Regions from separate parts of the Mus musculus genome. Here region 2 is linked to region 1. The links are chromatin contacts, called in public HiChIP or PLAC-seq maps. All regions are on one chromosome and are shown on one strand. The core of a region is the stretch at or near the end of the contact, and the rest is flanking DNA. Distances in the headings are between cores, read along the strand shown.

Region 1 (7,579 bases), core at 3,713-6,212:
GAAAAAAATATGAGAGCCAAAGGATGGGAGGAGTGCTGTGAACACTGTCTTCTAGACAGAACAAGGCCATCCTAACTCATGAGCTCACTACAGCTATGTAACATGCAAAACACTTGTACAAGATCAAGCCAACAATATCGTAAGTCAACATTCCAATAGGTAGTACTCAGTACACTACAAAAAGATGTGGAAAGATGGGGCGGGGGGTGGCATGCTGGAGGTGCGTGGGGGAGTGGGGGGTGTATAATATGATCAAGATGCATTGTTTATATGAATGAAAATGTCAAAGAATAAACACAAGATATTATATTTAAAAATACAGTTACAGACCTAAGAAAGGGATTGGCCACTGACACACTTCAAGCTAGAAAACAAATTAACTTCCACAGTTAATATGTAATGTTTTTGGTTTAATCCACTGTTTTTACACCTGATTCTTGTTAGATGTAAATGCAGGATTGGGTGCTATGGGTGCACACAGATAGAAGCAAGGAGACTACTATGCAGAAAGAGAAAAGTAAAATTCTAAAATTCCTAATTTTATAGAAGCCATGAACATGAAGTATTAAAGAAAAATTAGGATGTCAGGTTAACAAAATCAGTACTAAAAAAAATGAAAAAATGAATAGCCTAATACCAAGATTCCTAGATATTTAAAATCATCAGTGATATTATCTAGTTTTAAGAAAATCAAATGAGCTGGGCATGGTGGTGCATACCTTTGATATTAACACTTGGGGATAAGGCAAAGACTGGTGCATCCCTGTGAGTTTGAGGCTAGCCAGGACTACATACCAAGTTCCAGGCCTACCAAGGCTACATATACATAGTAAGACCTTGTCTCAAAAAGGCAAATCAAACATGAAATAAAAACATGTAATGTGAAGTAATGTATTAGAAATCTCAGACATGATGCCGCAGCATTAGGGAATGCCTTGTAAGTATAATACTAGGGAAAAACAAAAAACAAAAAAACAGTTGTATGCTGAGGAGAGTGGAGACCTAAGAACTGCATGCTAAGGGTGGACTTCATAAACACAAGAACTCTCCAATCAGAAATAACTAACTGGAAGACCTGCTGCTGCTGCTGCTGCTGCTGGGTCACAAAAGAAAAAGATTTTGCTTAAAGCATTAGAGAACAAGGTACTGAGAAAATTTAAAATCAAGGTGATGAAAGAAGAAGACATCCAGAGTTGTCTAGGGACAGCAGCTGATCCAGGAAGAGATGGTCGCAGGCACAGCTGCTTAGGCCATTTAGCACAATGCCTGGAGCAAGTTCAGATTGGGATCTTAAAGGACTACATGCTATTAGGGAGAACAGATTGAGAGGAAATAGACCAGCTTTGGGCTAAACAAAAAAATATGCTTCAAATAAGCCCAATCCTTGACTGGATTAAAGTACCCTATATTGCCGTTGCTCTGACAGTGAGAAGTCAGTCTCCAGAGGAAGACAGCTCACAGGTTTCGAATCATCTTAATCACCTACATAAGGTTCAGCTCTCTACAACGAAACTGGGCCTCCATGATGACAACACTATATGTTTCTTTAAAAGAACATTAACAATACAGAGCTCCATAGCTACAGAGAAATCCAGAAAATGAAACAGATTTTAAATGTAAAGACAAGGATTTCTCAGCAAGTCATAGAAGACATAAAATCAGACTGAAAGGAAATTCCAAAGAAAACAAAAACCTTTCAATCTATGAACTCAATGGCTGGTTTAATTAGATACAGGTTATATTAAAAAAAACAAATCAAGGCTTAGGGCTAAGGAGTTGGCTGAGAAGGCGAAGTCCTTGTTGTGTAAGGACTGAGTTTGGATCCTCAGCACTTTCATGGAGACATGTTTCTATACTCCAGAGATGAGGAAACAGGAGGTTCCCAGGGTCTCGCCTGCAAACAGTCCAGTCTAGGCTAGTCCCAGGTTCAGTGAGACCCTACCTCAAAATTTAAGGTGTAAGGTAGACAGTGACAGGGGAGGACGCCTGAGGTTGACCTTTGGCCTCTAGACACAGATCTGTGAGCGTACTAACCGCCCCCCTCTCCCGGCCCTGCACCTTAGCCAGGTAGTATTGTCATTCATGCCTGTAACCTGGGAGGCTGAGAAAAGAGGATCTTGAGTACGAAGTCAACCTGGGCAATCTAGCTAGACTGTGTCAAAGATACAAAAGAAAAAGAAAAAGGAAAAGGAAAAGAAAAAAAACAAAGAAAAGGAAAAAGAAAAAAAAAGGACAAAAATTAAAAAGAGGGGAGTATAAAGAGACAACAAACAAGCAATATTTTAAGACAAAAAAAAAAAAAGCTGAAAAATTTCTGAAATTCATGAAAGATACCAAAGTCAGACCTAAGTATTCCTACAACTCCTACTCAGAATAAAAATGCATATAGAAGCCTAAAGTAGTTCAATGCTGAAAAACAACCAACCAACCAACCTACGTCAAACAATCAGAAAAATAGTGAAAGCAGCTGGCAGTGGTTCAGGGTGGGGACATTTTTAGGCAAGAATAAGAAATGACTGAAATTATCAAAAAGCTACCAAAAGCAAAAAGCCAGGAACAAAATTAGGTCTCTTGATGTTAAGACAGATGATCTCTAGATTCCTTGCTAACAACAGTAGGCATTTTTACAGTTCAAAGCACATTAGATAATGCTTCTTGTACCAGATACAATGTTTAGAGGTTCTTAGCCTGTGGTCATAACCCTCTTGGCAACCTTTTATCTCCAAAAATATTTACATTATGATTCCTAACAGTAGCAAAATTATATTTATGAAGTAGCAACAAAAATAATTTTATGATTGAGGTCACCATAACATGAAAAACTGTATTAAAGGGTTGTAGCATTAGGAAGATTGAGAACCACTGGTTTGAAGATGAGTGTTCAAACAATATTTAAAGGTATAATTATGTTAAAAACTTTGGTGAGTTAAGAAAAATTCAGAAGGCGATTGCCTGTAAGTCCCAACACTGCGGAAGTTTAGGTAGAAAGACCACTGGGAGCTCAAGGCTACCCTGTCTCTCTGGCAAGACATCTGTCTAGGAAGAAAGAAAGAAAGACACACAGAAAGAAAGGAATAAAAGACAGAAAAAAAAAGAGAAATGAATAAGTGATTTCTTAAATACTTTGAGTACTGCATACTGTAGGTACTGAAATGGATGGAAAAATACAGATTATACGTGTATAGTTATATCACAGAGGACCTAGGTATTATATAAAATCTTTTTTTTCTTTTTTTTGGTTTATTTATTTTATTTTCAATATATAGCTATCTTCAGACACACCAGAAGAAGGCATTGGATCTCATGCCTTCTTGGATCACAACTCATGGTTGTGAGCCACCATGCTGTTGCTGGGAATTGAACTCCAGACCTCTGGAAGAGCAGTCAGTGCTCTTAACTGCTGAGTCATCTTTCCAGCCAGCCCCAATAAAATCTTAAAGAGAAAAATCATCTACCTAAAGAAATAAAATGTTAACTTTTCAATAAAAAAATTTTCAGTGCAAAATTTTCTCATTAAAAAACTGATATAAAGACAAAAGTATAATTTAAAAAAGGAATCCAATATCACATAGGAACATAAATCTTAAAATAATACAGAATCCAGGACAGTATATTAAAAAAAGGAAGCTAAGTAGGTTCATTTAAAAATGCAAGATAAGTTCAACATTAATGGAATAACCCATAATTGCATACCATTAGTAAAACAAATATAAACAGGTACAGAAAACAATCATAAAATTTAAGGCACATACAACAAAACAACAACAAACCCAGAAGGCTAAGTAATGTTCAGAGAAGTTTAACGGGATAGCAAAGAACACACTTAGAAACATTCTAATGAAAGTATCACCAATAAGTGTTGCTTTAACACGAAAAATACAGCTTATCACTCTAATTGTATCTATTAGTTACTGTGCCCAAGTGTTTTAGTACTTTTAAAAGAGCACCAGATTTTCCAATAAGAGAAAAGTACTCCAACGTACAGAGATTTTTACGCGCCAGGAAAACGTACAAACTTGCTCTGAAATCATGTCGCCTGGATTAAGGTATCTATTTATCCAAAGAAAACACAGGTTCCTGAAACTCTAATTCTGTTTTAAATTTTTAAAAGTTGCAGACCCATTTGTTACTGATTTAAATCAAAGCAAATAAAAACTTTATAGGCCTTAGACGACAGTCACACACACAATTTTGTACACAAAGGCTACCCACAGACCTCGAATTCCTGTCTTAGAATTCTTTCAACCCTCAACCTAAACGTTAAGTTATGCTAGAAAAGAAAGCCAAGGGTAAGAGCTTGGATTCCATGTTGCGTAAACGTGACCTTTGGGTCGTTCAACCAACTTCTGGAGAGGCTGTAAAGCTTTTCCATGACTTTTGCTCTCTATCCTTGTCCTGGCTGGGCCAACGTCGCGCTCGGCAGCAGACCCAAGCTCGTCGCTTTGAAGCGGGTCAGGCTGTCCCGCCCCCCCATGTCCCGCAAAAGCGAAAAGGCAGGGAAGCGCCGCTTTTCTTTCTAGCTCCTGCATCCGTGGGGCCGGCGGGGCGCCCGGGGGAAGAACGGGCGGTCGTACAGCCAGCAGACTCCAGACCCGCTCTGCACTCGCCCCGGGCCGGCAGCGGGAAGCGACGCCTCCCCCCAATAACGGCTTCAACCGCCTCCTGCCAAGTCCCCGCTCTGGCCTCCAAAGTCGCGGCCCAAACACCTCACACTCACTGGTAAGTGGGGCCGGGGCCGGAGCCCGGCCCGGGGCCGGCCCCGGGAATTCTGCGAGACTCCCAGGGTTTGGGGGGCGGCGGCGGCTGGGAGGCCATCTCTCCGCCAGCTCCGCTCCGGCTCAGGGAAGCGACTGCGACGGCTGGGTGAAGGAGCGCCTCGCTTGCCAGGCACGACAGGCAGAACACCGAGCCCTCCGCCCCGCCCACGCCTGACGTCAGGCCAAGGCGTGTGGTCAGGCGAAGCTGGAGGAAGGAGGAAGGGAACAGCTAATTTGCTGGGGTGTGGGAGGGGGTCGGGAGTCGGGAGAGCGGGACGTCCCTCTTTCTTTTCCCTAGTCTGGGTTTCAAATTTGAGTAGGGGCTCATCGACGTTTCTGGCAGCAGCTACTACGACCTAGGTGCCGAGTCCGTCGGAGGCTCCTTTGCCGGCCGACCCTTTAAGGCTAGCAGTAAAGCCCCTCGCAGTCTTTCGTTCGTAGAGCTAGGGGGAGTGCAGGCTGCCAGGCGGACAGCCTTACAGGTCACCGTGTAAGACGAGGGGGTTCCTGCATTCCTCTCGTGAGGGGCCTGGTACTTTCGTTGTAAAGCTCTGGTTTTCTTGGGGAACACAACGGCTGAGCGCAGTAGGTGCGCTGTCTTTACTCTTCCCCGTTCCCACCCAGGGCCGAAAAGGGTTAAGACTCGGCTGCGGCATCTTGGGAGAAGGTAAGGCCTAGGAAGTACGAGGTGAGGGGTTAGGGACTGGGTGTCGAAGAGGCGTAGCTGCAGTCCCTTTTGTTTGTTAGTCAGGTGGAGTGAGTGGTAAGTTTCTAGAACCTCAGCACATAGAGTTAAGGGCTTGTTTGGCCAGAACAGAGCTTTCCCCTTACCTTTCCCCTACTCCCATGCCAGAGGACGAACTATGCCTGTGCAGGAGGAAATGCATTAAAAAAGATCTTATGGTGTGAAACTCAAGACTGTTTCAGCTACCCCCCTCTCCCCCGCTGGCTTTGATTCTCTATTTAGCCTAGGTTAGCTTTGAACTCATGGAGATCTTCTTGTTTCTTGTGTACTGAAATTATAAGCGTGAGCGCTTACACCTGGCAAGAAGATGCATTTTTACATAATTATTTCCAACTCCTCATAGACTCTTTACTTAACATTAAATTAATAGGTTAAGTGAACTGATAGACGGGATTATGAAACTGAAATAAATACTTGGCCACATGGAGTTTCTTGATTTTTTTTTCTTTAATAGAGTATATTCCCATATTGTAAGTACTTCCTTGAAAGGTTTACACAGGCAACCCTGAGTGGTCCCAAGTCCCGGAATCGGAAAGTTTTTAATGTCATGTCCAGAGCAAGCTTGTCTTTCTTTGTTCCTCTCCCCTGTAATCCACATACTCACTTAGTCAAGTTCATATTTTAGAATATAGATATGACAAGCAGTATTTGAAGGGTACAAAATAGAATTTTTCAAATGAAAGCTTTTCTTTTTAAGGACATAAATACAGCACGTAGCTGTAGAATACTGAAAGTGCTCATTTTAGTTTCTTCTAGTATGCTTCCACTGACTGAGGAGAACAAGCACGTGGCACAGCTGTTGTTCAGTTCTGGCACCTGTCCAAGATGCATCTTAAGATTCTGTGGTGTGGATCTTCCCGCACCTTACAAACACCCATCCAAGGTATATTCTTTTTAAATTAAAGAATGTTTTTTTATAGTTTGGAATGAATGTCACTAGCTTTGAGTCCTGTGAGTAACATATAATTCCACTAAAAAAGGAAGATTATCAGCTATTGGATGGGTCACACGGCCCCCAATGGAGGAGCTAGAGAAAGTACCCAAGGAGCTAAAGGGAACTGCAACCCTATATGTGGAACAACAATATGAACTAACCAGTACCCCGGAGCTCTTGTCTCTAGCTGCCTATGTATCAAAAGATGGCCTAGTCAGCCATCACTGGAAAGAGAGGCCCTTTGGACTTGCAAACTTTATATGCCCCAGTACAGGGGAACGCCAGGGCCAAAAAGGGGAAGTGGGTGGGTAGGGGATTGGGGGGGTGGGTATGGGGGAACTTTTGGGATAGCATGGGAAATGTAAACGAGGAAAATACCTAATTAAAAAAATATCAAAAAAAAGAAGGAAGATTAATAAAATTATTCCTACAAAGGTAATTTTGAAACTGCAATTACCTTAAAAACTTGATGTAGGAATATAACTATTTTCAGGTAACTATCATTTAACAGTTAGTGCAGAGAGAGGTCTATGGTGGGATTTTTTTTTTTTTTTTGCTACATTTAATATTTGTGAAGACATTTTATAAAGGGCATCTAAACACAATACCACTAGATATTGCTTCTTACATACATTAATGCAAAGCAACAGGACAATTCATAGTCCTGATTTCTTCTTTTAAACAGAAAATGAGTTCAGTTATGTTTTTTTAAATTAAGTTTCTCTCTATTATTTTTATGAATATATATATGAGTATGATGTGAGTGTTCATATAATTTATGCATATGTTGTGAGTGCTTGTGTGTGTGTATGTTTGTAATAAGTTCTCTCCTTCCTCCATAGACTCTGGGAAATCAAACAGGTTGTTAGACTTGTCTGACAAGTGCTCTTACCTAACAGACTTTATTGCTTGCCTGCATACCAGTCCTTTGCTGTGTATTACTGTTTACATGTATGTATGTATTCTTCAGGTGCTGGATAGAACCCAGGGCTTCACACTGCCAGTGTTCTGTCATTGATTCATGTCCCCAGCCTGCCACTTGATCCACTCAGTGAAGGGAATACGTTCTGAGAAATGTGTCCTTAGAGGACGTTTTGCTTGTGAGAACATTCTGGAATATACTTAAGATGGCTGCAGTCTTAC
Region 2 (7,579 bases), core at 3,588-6,087, 290 kb after region 1:
TATATACTTAAGTGGCCTCAAAAATTCCACTAGAGAGCTCCTGAAGCTGATAAACAACTTCAGCAAAATGGCTGGAAATAAAATTAACTCAAGCAAATAAGTATCCTTCCTCTACTCAAAGGTTAAACAGGCTGAGAAAGAAATTAGGCAAACAATACCCTTTACAATAGTCACAAATAATATTACATACCTCAGAGTCACTCTAACCAAGCAAGTGAAAGATCTGTATGGCAAGAACTTCAAGTCTCTGAAGAAAGAAATCAAAGAAGATCTGAGAGGATGAAAAGATCTCCCATGCTCATGGATTGGCAGGATTAATATAGTAAAAATGGCCATCCTACCAAAAGGAAGATCAATAGAATAGAATTGAAGACCCAGAAATGAACCTACATACATATAGTCACTTGGTATTTGACAAAGGAGCTAAAACCAACCAGTGGAAAAAGGACAGCATTTTTAACAAATATGCTCTGCATGTCTTCTTCATAGAGTATTAGCTTATAAGATATTGGGTATGATTAAAAAGGTGAAACATTCGTAACAAGAAAGTTAACTTTAAATTGGTAACTCAGGATTGGAGTCCAACACGTGGCATAAACTAGGCCAGAAAACTAGGCCTCTAAGAATACTTCTAAATTGAGATAATATTTAATGTGGTTCTTATCCTAGAAAGTAGACTTAGAAGAGATAAGATTCAAAACAATGTCTCTTTAATGAAGCATTAAAATTTGCACTGCCATCTATTCATAGGTATAAATTGGCAGCCAAACTTCATAACGTGATAGTGATGTTTCTAATATTTATTTTAAAGATAATAAATTATTTTAAAATTGGGTTTTGCTTTTCCAAACCTGTAGATATTATTCTAGCATTGCAGAAGAAACTTAAAAATTATGGTTAAAATTGCCAGTGTTCCATTGACTGCAGCTTGCAGTTTGATTGCAAGTTTAAGATTTTTAACTCACCCATATATTGTTAATTAAGATTATTACCAGAGTAATCATCTCATGAGAACGCTAATACAGCTCACTTCGGCCATCCATCCATACAAAGCAAAGGCAGAGAGTTATCTAGATATGTTTGTCTTTGTACAGAAATTAGACCCTCATACAATCAGTTTGGCTATGGTTGCTGCCTAGCAGGAGACTACAGTACAAGCAATTTTTTTTCACAGCACTAAAGTTATAAAGAACGTTTTAACTATAAGTCGTCTTAAGAAAGACTGTCCAAAATTAGAGGTATAGACAGACAGTCAAATTGTTCCCCTAGAATCTGCCCTCATTGCAGAAGGGCCAAGATGCTCAGATTAAAAAATATATACATTTGAGTTAATACAAAGCTCAGAGCAGCCTCAGGGAAGCTTGTGCAATGTTTCTTGTGTATTGCAAACCATGCCTAAGGAAGTTCTTGGGACCTCACCCCTCCCTGCCTTCAGGGGGATTTCTTTTTAGCTAAACATTTGTTTCAGATTTACCTAGGTGTTGTTCATAATAAAGTTTAAATTCAAGATTTATAAAAGGTCAACCAGGATGTAGAACTTATGAAGGCATTACAAGATGGCTTGCCTACTTCATATAAAATTATTGTAGATTTGAAAGTTTGTTTTTTCCTTTGCATCCTGATAATTGTAAAGGGTTTGCTTCTAGTGAGCTCATGATCACTGGAAAATTTTGCTTTTAGGTATGGCTAATAGCCTTGCATTACGTAAGAAAAAATTTTATTGTCTTTGCTTCAATACAAGAAGCTAAGAGGGGCTGGTGAGATGGCTCAACAGGTAAGAGCACCTGACTGCTTTTCCGAAGGTCCTGAGTTCAAATTCAGGCAACCACATGGTGGCTCACAACCATCCATAACGAGATCTGATTCCCTCTTCTGGTGTGTCTGAAGACAGCTACAGTGTACTTACATATAATAAATAATAAATAAATCCTTTAAAAAAAGAAGCTAAGAGTTTGAATCTTTCAGTGTATACTGTTTCTTAAATGGAAAGTAATTTATTAGCAACTGCCTCTAAAAGGAAGTTTACTTCAATTCTTTGCTCTCACACAATGAGCTCTAAAGTCTTGGGAGTAATTGTTGCTCCAAAAAAGATTCAGATACAATATCTTTTTAATATTTGGGGTTTTAGTTATCTTAGAAAAATTGTGGTACAAGAAAATTTTTAAAAAATGATGATTTGCTTATTACAAATTATTTTTGAAAGCTTCCAGGAGATGTTAATTGGCTAAAACCACACCGTAAACTCACCACAGGAGAACTTAAGCCTTTGTTAGGTGCTATCAAGTGAGATTCAAATTAACTGGTGAGAAACAAAAAAGCTTTGTGGAAAGTAGAGAAAGCTGTGATCAATTGTTATCAATTATAATCAAGGATAATCAAATATTAGCTGCTTATTTGGGCAAAGAGAACATTAATGTAGACTCATGTAAAGTTTAACATCCTATTATGATGCTTAAATTTGGGTCCCCAAAACCTTGCTGCTGAGTGAGTGCCTTATAGTATTCTACAACCAGGCATACATATGCCTAGGTAAAGAGAAAGGATCCACTTATTGGCACATTGGCATGATCCTGTTCAGGTACTTAAAATGGGGAAGAGGGGGAATGTTTTTGTTTTTTCCACAGAATGCTGCAGAAGCATGCTAGCTTCCAGAATGATTCCTGTGACAGGCTGACCTGTGAGTTCCTGAGTGCCCTGACAGTGGTGACAGGAAAGCTGTATTGGGTGTACAGAGAAGAAGGAAGCAGGGAGAGCAGACACTTGCAAGCAAAATGAAGAGACTCTCCCTATCCCTGCCACAGACTGCAGCAATGAGAGCCGACCTGGTGAGGACTAAAGAAGCTGACTCGTGAGGCGGAGAGACTGGTACAGAGAATGGACACGATGCTTTCGTCAGAGACACTGTTTTTGGCCATTTAGGCCAACTCCCCTATAGCTGTGAAGGCTTGTGTGCCTTACCCATATGCTATATTGTTGGGTAATTTTGATAGAGTTAAGATCACCAATCTTTTCAAGTCTTTTCATATTAATTGTAATTCTTGTCAATTAACTAATTGTGTAGATCCTAATTTAGATAAGGAATCTGCTGTTATGATGTTGTTAAAAAGACCTGCTTACGTTTTGCTGCCTGTAGAGTTAGGAAATAATTCTTGGTTTGAGAATTCAGGATTGCAAACTTTGAAAAAGTTAAATGAACTTATTAGACCAAAGGAGATTTGTTACAGCTCTGATTTTAGGAATTACTGCTTTAATTGTAATTTTAACTTCTTTTTGCAGTATCTACCACAGCTTTAGTTCAGCAACTACATACCTCTCATTTTGTTATAGATAAACTGGAGGCAAAGGTTAATGCTTTTTTACAAAAGGCAGTTTTAGCAATAGATTGAGACAGGATATAGCAAATATTAAGGCTAGGTTAACAGAAAATTCAGATATTAGCAGAAGCCATTTGGATACTTGGAACATTGATGAATTGGCCAGAAATTTAAAGAATAACCTAAGTGCATTGAATCCCTTGGATTAGGTTCAATATATAATCTTGTTTGCTATTATTATTGGCATTATTTTATTAGTAATCATTGTATTTCCACTCATCTTTAGAGTTCTTCTGAGATCTGTAGCTACCACGAGGCGGGACATTCTGGAACTTCGTCTAAAACATAAAAAACAGGGGAACTGCTACATCCACTCCAGTAGTGACAAGTGTGACAGGCCCCGGACACCTGGGCGCTGTCCTCAGGTGGAAAGTTCATGGAAACTTAGTCTCCTGGAATTGTGGCATCCTGTATAACGAATGCTCCAATGTCCTTGCTTTAGTTGGTAAATGGATCTGTGTGCTTTCCCTTAATATTGCTTTATTACAAGTGCTCCTAAGGATTGATTTTTTGAGATATAGCTAAGTTAGATTCTAGGCAGTCCTTGATCCAACCCTGGGCATGGATAGCTAAGTCACTGCCCTACACAGAAATTTACCATTACCTAGGAAGAAGGAAGTTTGTGACCTAAAGAGGAACCAGAGTAGTTACTTAGAACTATAGATAGCTGAGTTACACCCATACACAAGTATTTACAATGGCCTAGGGGGAAGGTGGACTATACAATAGACTAGAGTAGGAACTATGGCAAGGGCACGAAGCCCTTGCCCCTGGCTTCTAAGATTAAGTGGGCCTTAGGTGGGGCTATTTTTGATCCCAGTTGTTAACATTGAATTTTATCCCAGTTGGTTCCTGCTAGTCCTTCCGTGTTTGCATTCCTCTGATTTATGTAAGAATCCAGTAACCTCATTGTCACCTTACTTCCCTATTTTCTTCTGTATAAAAAGTTTGATGCTCTATTTGACAAATTACATCAGATCCACACTTCCTTGTGTCGAGTCTGTTTGTCACCCCAATTCCCACCGACTCTGTGCCCATCTGTCGGAACCCCTGATTCCCACGGATTGAGGGGGGCTAATTAGGCCCGGTCCGTGGCACCCGTTTTTACACTGTTGTTGAGACACTCAGAGCAGGATGGTGTGTAACAGCGGAACAAGAAGCCGCCAGTCGGCTTTTAGCAGTAGGACTCATGATGGCACAGGAGCTAACTGGGGCTGTGACAGTTGCAGGTGACTAGATGAGTGTCAATCTGCTTCTCCTATTAGGTTTGTGTGTGGCTCATCACTGAAGAGAGGAGAGTGTTTATCTCTCCCAGCAATGGCAGGGCAGATGGAGAGGGTTCTGGGGATGGAGGGAGAGTGCATTGTGGGGAGTGCACTTTCTGTGAGAATAACCAGACAGTGGGTCAACAAAGGGAGAACACGGGACTTTCTGTATGCCACAGTGGCCAAGGGTGAGTGCAGTTTGAGGCTGGCTGGAAGATTTCAGACAATATTAGAGACAACAGGCTCAGATGAGTGGCCAAGGTGGTGTCAATTTCTTGGTGGCTACCTACAGCTGGGACAACCAAGAGAATTTTCTAAATGCCAGTGGTACCTTGCTGTGGAGTAGAGTCTGCCGCCTGTCACAGTATATTACGTTTGCTTTAATCTGTTAAGGTAGAGAGGAGGACTGGGGAAGATTTTTAGCTCTGAGGGAAAAACCAAAACAAAACGGAACTTAGATTTTTCTAATATTTGACTATGGCCCCCTCTAGTGGCCATTATGTAGAATTAACCAGAATCTAAATATTTCGGAAATGAATTCAATTTTTCAGAGACAGAGTTTGCAGCTTTGAGGGACTAACCTGGATTCTGATATGCAGCCAGGTCTAGTTTGTGGTCTGAGAGGTATCTGGGTATCTCAGAACTTACTTTATGAATTACATTGGTAGATCGGTTGTTGATGGCAGAGAGATCATTGAACCAGGCACACAGAGCTGGCAGGCAAGATGGATTAAAGTCCTGCTCTATTGTGCTTAAATTCTATCACAGAGGTCGGCCCATCAATAATTAGTACACAAGAAAAAGGACGCTTTGGTTAGCAATTCCTAGGGAGAAAGCTGAGCTTGCTAGCAGGGAGCAAAGACTGAGGTGGCCAAGGAGAGCTTCTCTGAAGATGGTACAGAGGAGCAGAGGAATGTCCCGTTTAGGGACCACCGGGAGAAAGGGCTGCGTGCTGCAGGACGGCTTGCCTGCTCTGTGAGCCCACACGGTGCACCTGTCATGACTGGGAAACACTGAGCAGTTGGCATAAGCCATGAGCTGAGGTCACACGAGGGCTAGACCCCACCAGGACTGTCAGTGTGGGGTACACAAAGCCATAGGAGTTCGCTCACAACAATTTTCATCCTGTCTCAACAGATTGTATTTAAGAACTTCTCTGTTGAAATGATGGACTTTGCTTCTAAACAAGTGGAAAAAAATATTTCAAAACCCAAATTTGATGTAATCTGTTAGCTCATCAGATCAGCCAGCATTTGGTGTAGCGGGTCCATGCAGGATATTCAAGTTAGAAATAGCAGGCTCATGCTACGTTTTTATTTATGTAAGACATTGTCTTCTTGAAACAAATGTCTTATCAAGGGGCTGATATCTTTCCGAGGAGAAACTGAAAATGGTTTTCGCTCTAATGAAGATGATTCTGAAATTGAACTGGATCTTCTGCAAATACTTGATTTAGCCACACCTCCAAATACAACAGCTTCTTTTTTTCTACCCGTGCCTTACCTAGAAGAAACACTGTGAGAAGCAAGGCAGAAAATGCTAGCAGAAGTCGGCACTGTTAGGTTTGTGAGAGCAAAAAATGTAACATAACCTGATGCCTGGCCAATGGCATGCATCCAGCTGGTAGCCCTATGCTGTGCTGTGTGTTGGCTTCTGTGCCAGGGATGTAGCCCCTCCTACTTGCTGGAGATGACAGGAAGGGCATCTGTGGACTGGAGAGGTGGCCCAACAGTTCCTGCACATGCTGATCTTGCCCAGGTTAGTTCCCAACACCCACATCATAACTGCCTGTTACTGCACTTCTAAGGGGGGGGGAGACAGACAGACAGACAGACAGACAAAGAGAGACAGAGACAGAGAGACAGAGAGACAGAGAGAGATGCACATATAGACATATGCACACACAATTTTTAAGAAATCTAAGAAGAAAAGGACACTTGTACATCAATGCTTGGTGAGGAGGAAGTGAAGAAAAAGAAGGGATGTCTGTGTCTGTGAGACTGACTATGGCAACAAATGTGGGGGGCACAGAGCTCCTTTAGGGGTATCTAAGTTTGCCCCACCCCCACCCCATCTATCAAGGGAAAGAGGCCATTCTGCATAATCTTCACATTTCTCCAGGAGTCCACATTTTACGCTGAAAACTAATTCATATCCTAGAATAACAGTATAAATATGGTTTCGAGGCCAGTGGTGGTGACTTGAACCTGCACTCTCAGGGTTGCATGAAGTAGGAGAATCACTTCAAGTTCAAGGCTGCCTAGTTTACAGAATGAGAGCCATCTTAAACAAACAAACAAACAAACAAGCCAGAAAAACTAGTAAACAAATACAGCTTGGCATAACAGGCTGAACTACATGACACATTTGTAAGTGAAGTTTGTTACATGATTTTAATGCATTTTTGTATAAACAATAAAGATGTGCCAGGTGATGGCATTTAAATGTTTGTTTGCAGGGTGTGGTGGCACAGCCTTTAATGTACTTGGAAAGCAGAGGCAGGTGGGTCTCTGTAGATTCAGGGCCATCCTGATATACACAGCAAGTTTCAGGCTACATGTAGAGAGACCCTATTTTTAAAAAAAGATTATATTTGTTTATGGAATCATATTCCTTAAAGTATATTTTATATATGCATGTTTTTACTAATTCCAACTAAAACCACACTGCCTGTTGTTTTGTTAGCTCATCACCATGTTTATTCTTGGGATATAGTAAATGATATATGATATAATTAGTATATAACATACAATATGGCTGGAGTGGTCTAAGAGAAGGGAGGCATCTGTAGGGCAGAGTATGTACACTTGTTCAACAAGGTCAAGAACAAGTCAGCTGCTTAGAAGGCCTGTGGGGTGTGTGTTCACACCACCCAGCTGAACACATGGACAAGAGACCAAAACCTTGTTGTGCTTGTATCAGAGGCCAAGTGCCAGTCTC

Evidence for each region. HiChIP or PLAC-seq counts read pairs in DNA pulled down with a chosen protein or histone mark.
Region 2: a contact with region 1 is called in an H3K4me3 HiChIP or PLAC-seq map of pro-B cells, with 4 times the contacts expected there. The contact joins the enhancer-like site here to the promoter of Pus10 in region 1. A contact is called at or near these places in 16 of 39 promoter capture datasets (the 3T3-L1 cell line, 3T3-L1-derived adipocytes, the C10 cell line and 10 more), 10 of 15 datasets of contacts at CTCF or cohesin (CD8 T cells, the G1E-ER4 cell line, the NIH/3T3 cell line and 5 more), 259 of 484 Hi-C or Micro-C datasets (the 63-12 cell line, the AML12 cell line, the AtT-20 cell line and 127 more), 37 of 115 datasets of contacts at active chromatin or transcription factors (the 230-238 cell line, CD8 T cells, the HPC-7 cell line and 24 more) and 5 of 9 other capture datasets (adipose tissue, embryonic stem cells, liver and 2 more).

Annotation. Positions count from the first base shown.
Region 1 is chr11:23,661,030-23,668,608 of GRCm38.p6, forward strand. Pus10 (pseudouridylate synthase 10) reads left to right here and starts at 4,963. Exons shown (of 18, transcript NM_028304.3): 1 at 4,963-5,424; 2 at 6,249-6,385. The coding sequence starts at 6,260. Pex13 (peroxisomal biogenesis factor 13) reads right to left here and starts at 4,854. Exons shown (of 4, transcript NM_023651.5): 1 at 4,718-4,854. The coding sequence starts at 4,815.
Region 2 is chr11:23,949,439-23,957,017 of GRCm38.p6, forward strand. No RefSeq gene overlaps it. Among named protein-coding and RNA genes, the nearest start is that of Papolg, 58 kb to the left of the region's middle. Within about 2 kb of position 4,838, at least 20 of the 459 cell types and tissues checked have an H3K27ac peak or open chromatin away from gene starts, as enhancers often do. A contact at or near this core is called in the 63-12 cell line, the CH12 cell line, the MNK3 cell line and 6 more, where this site is marked.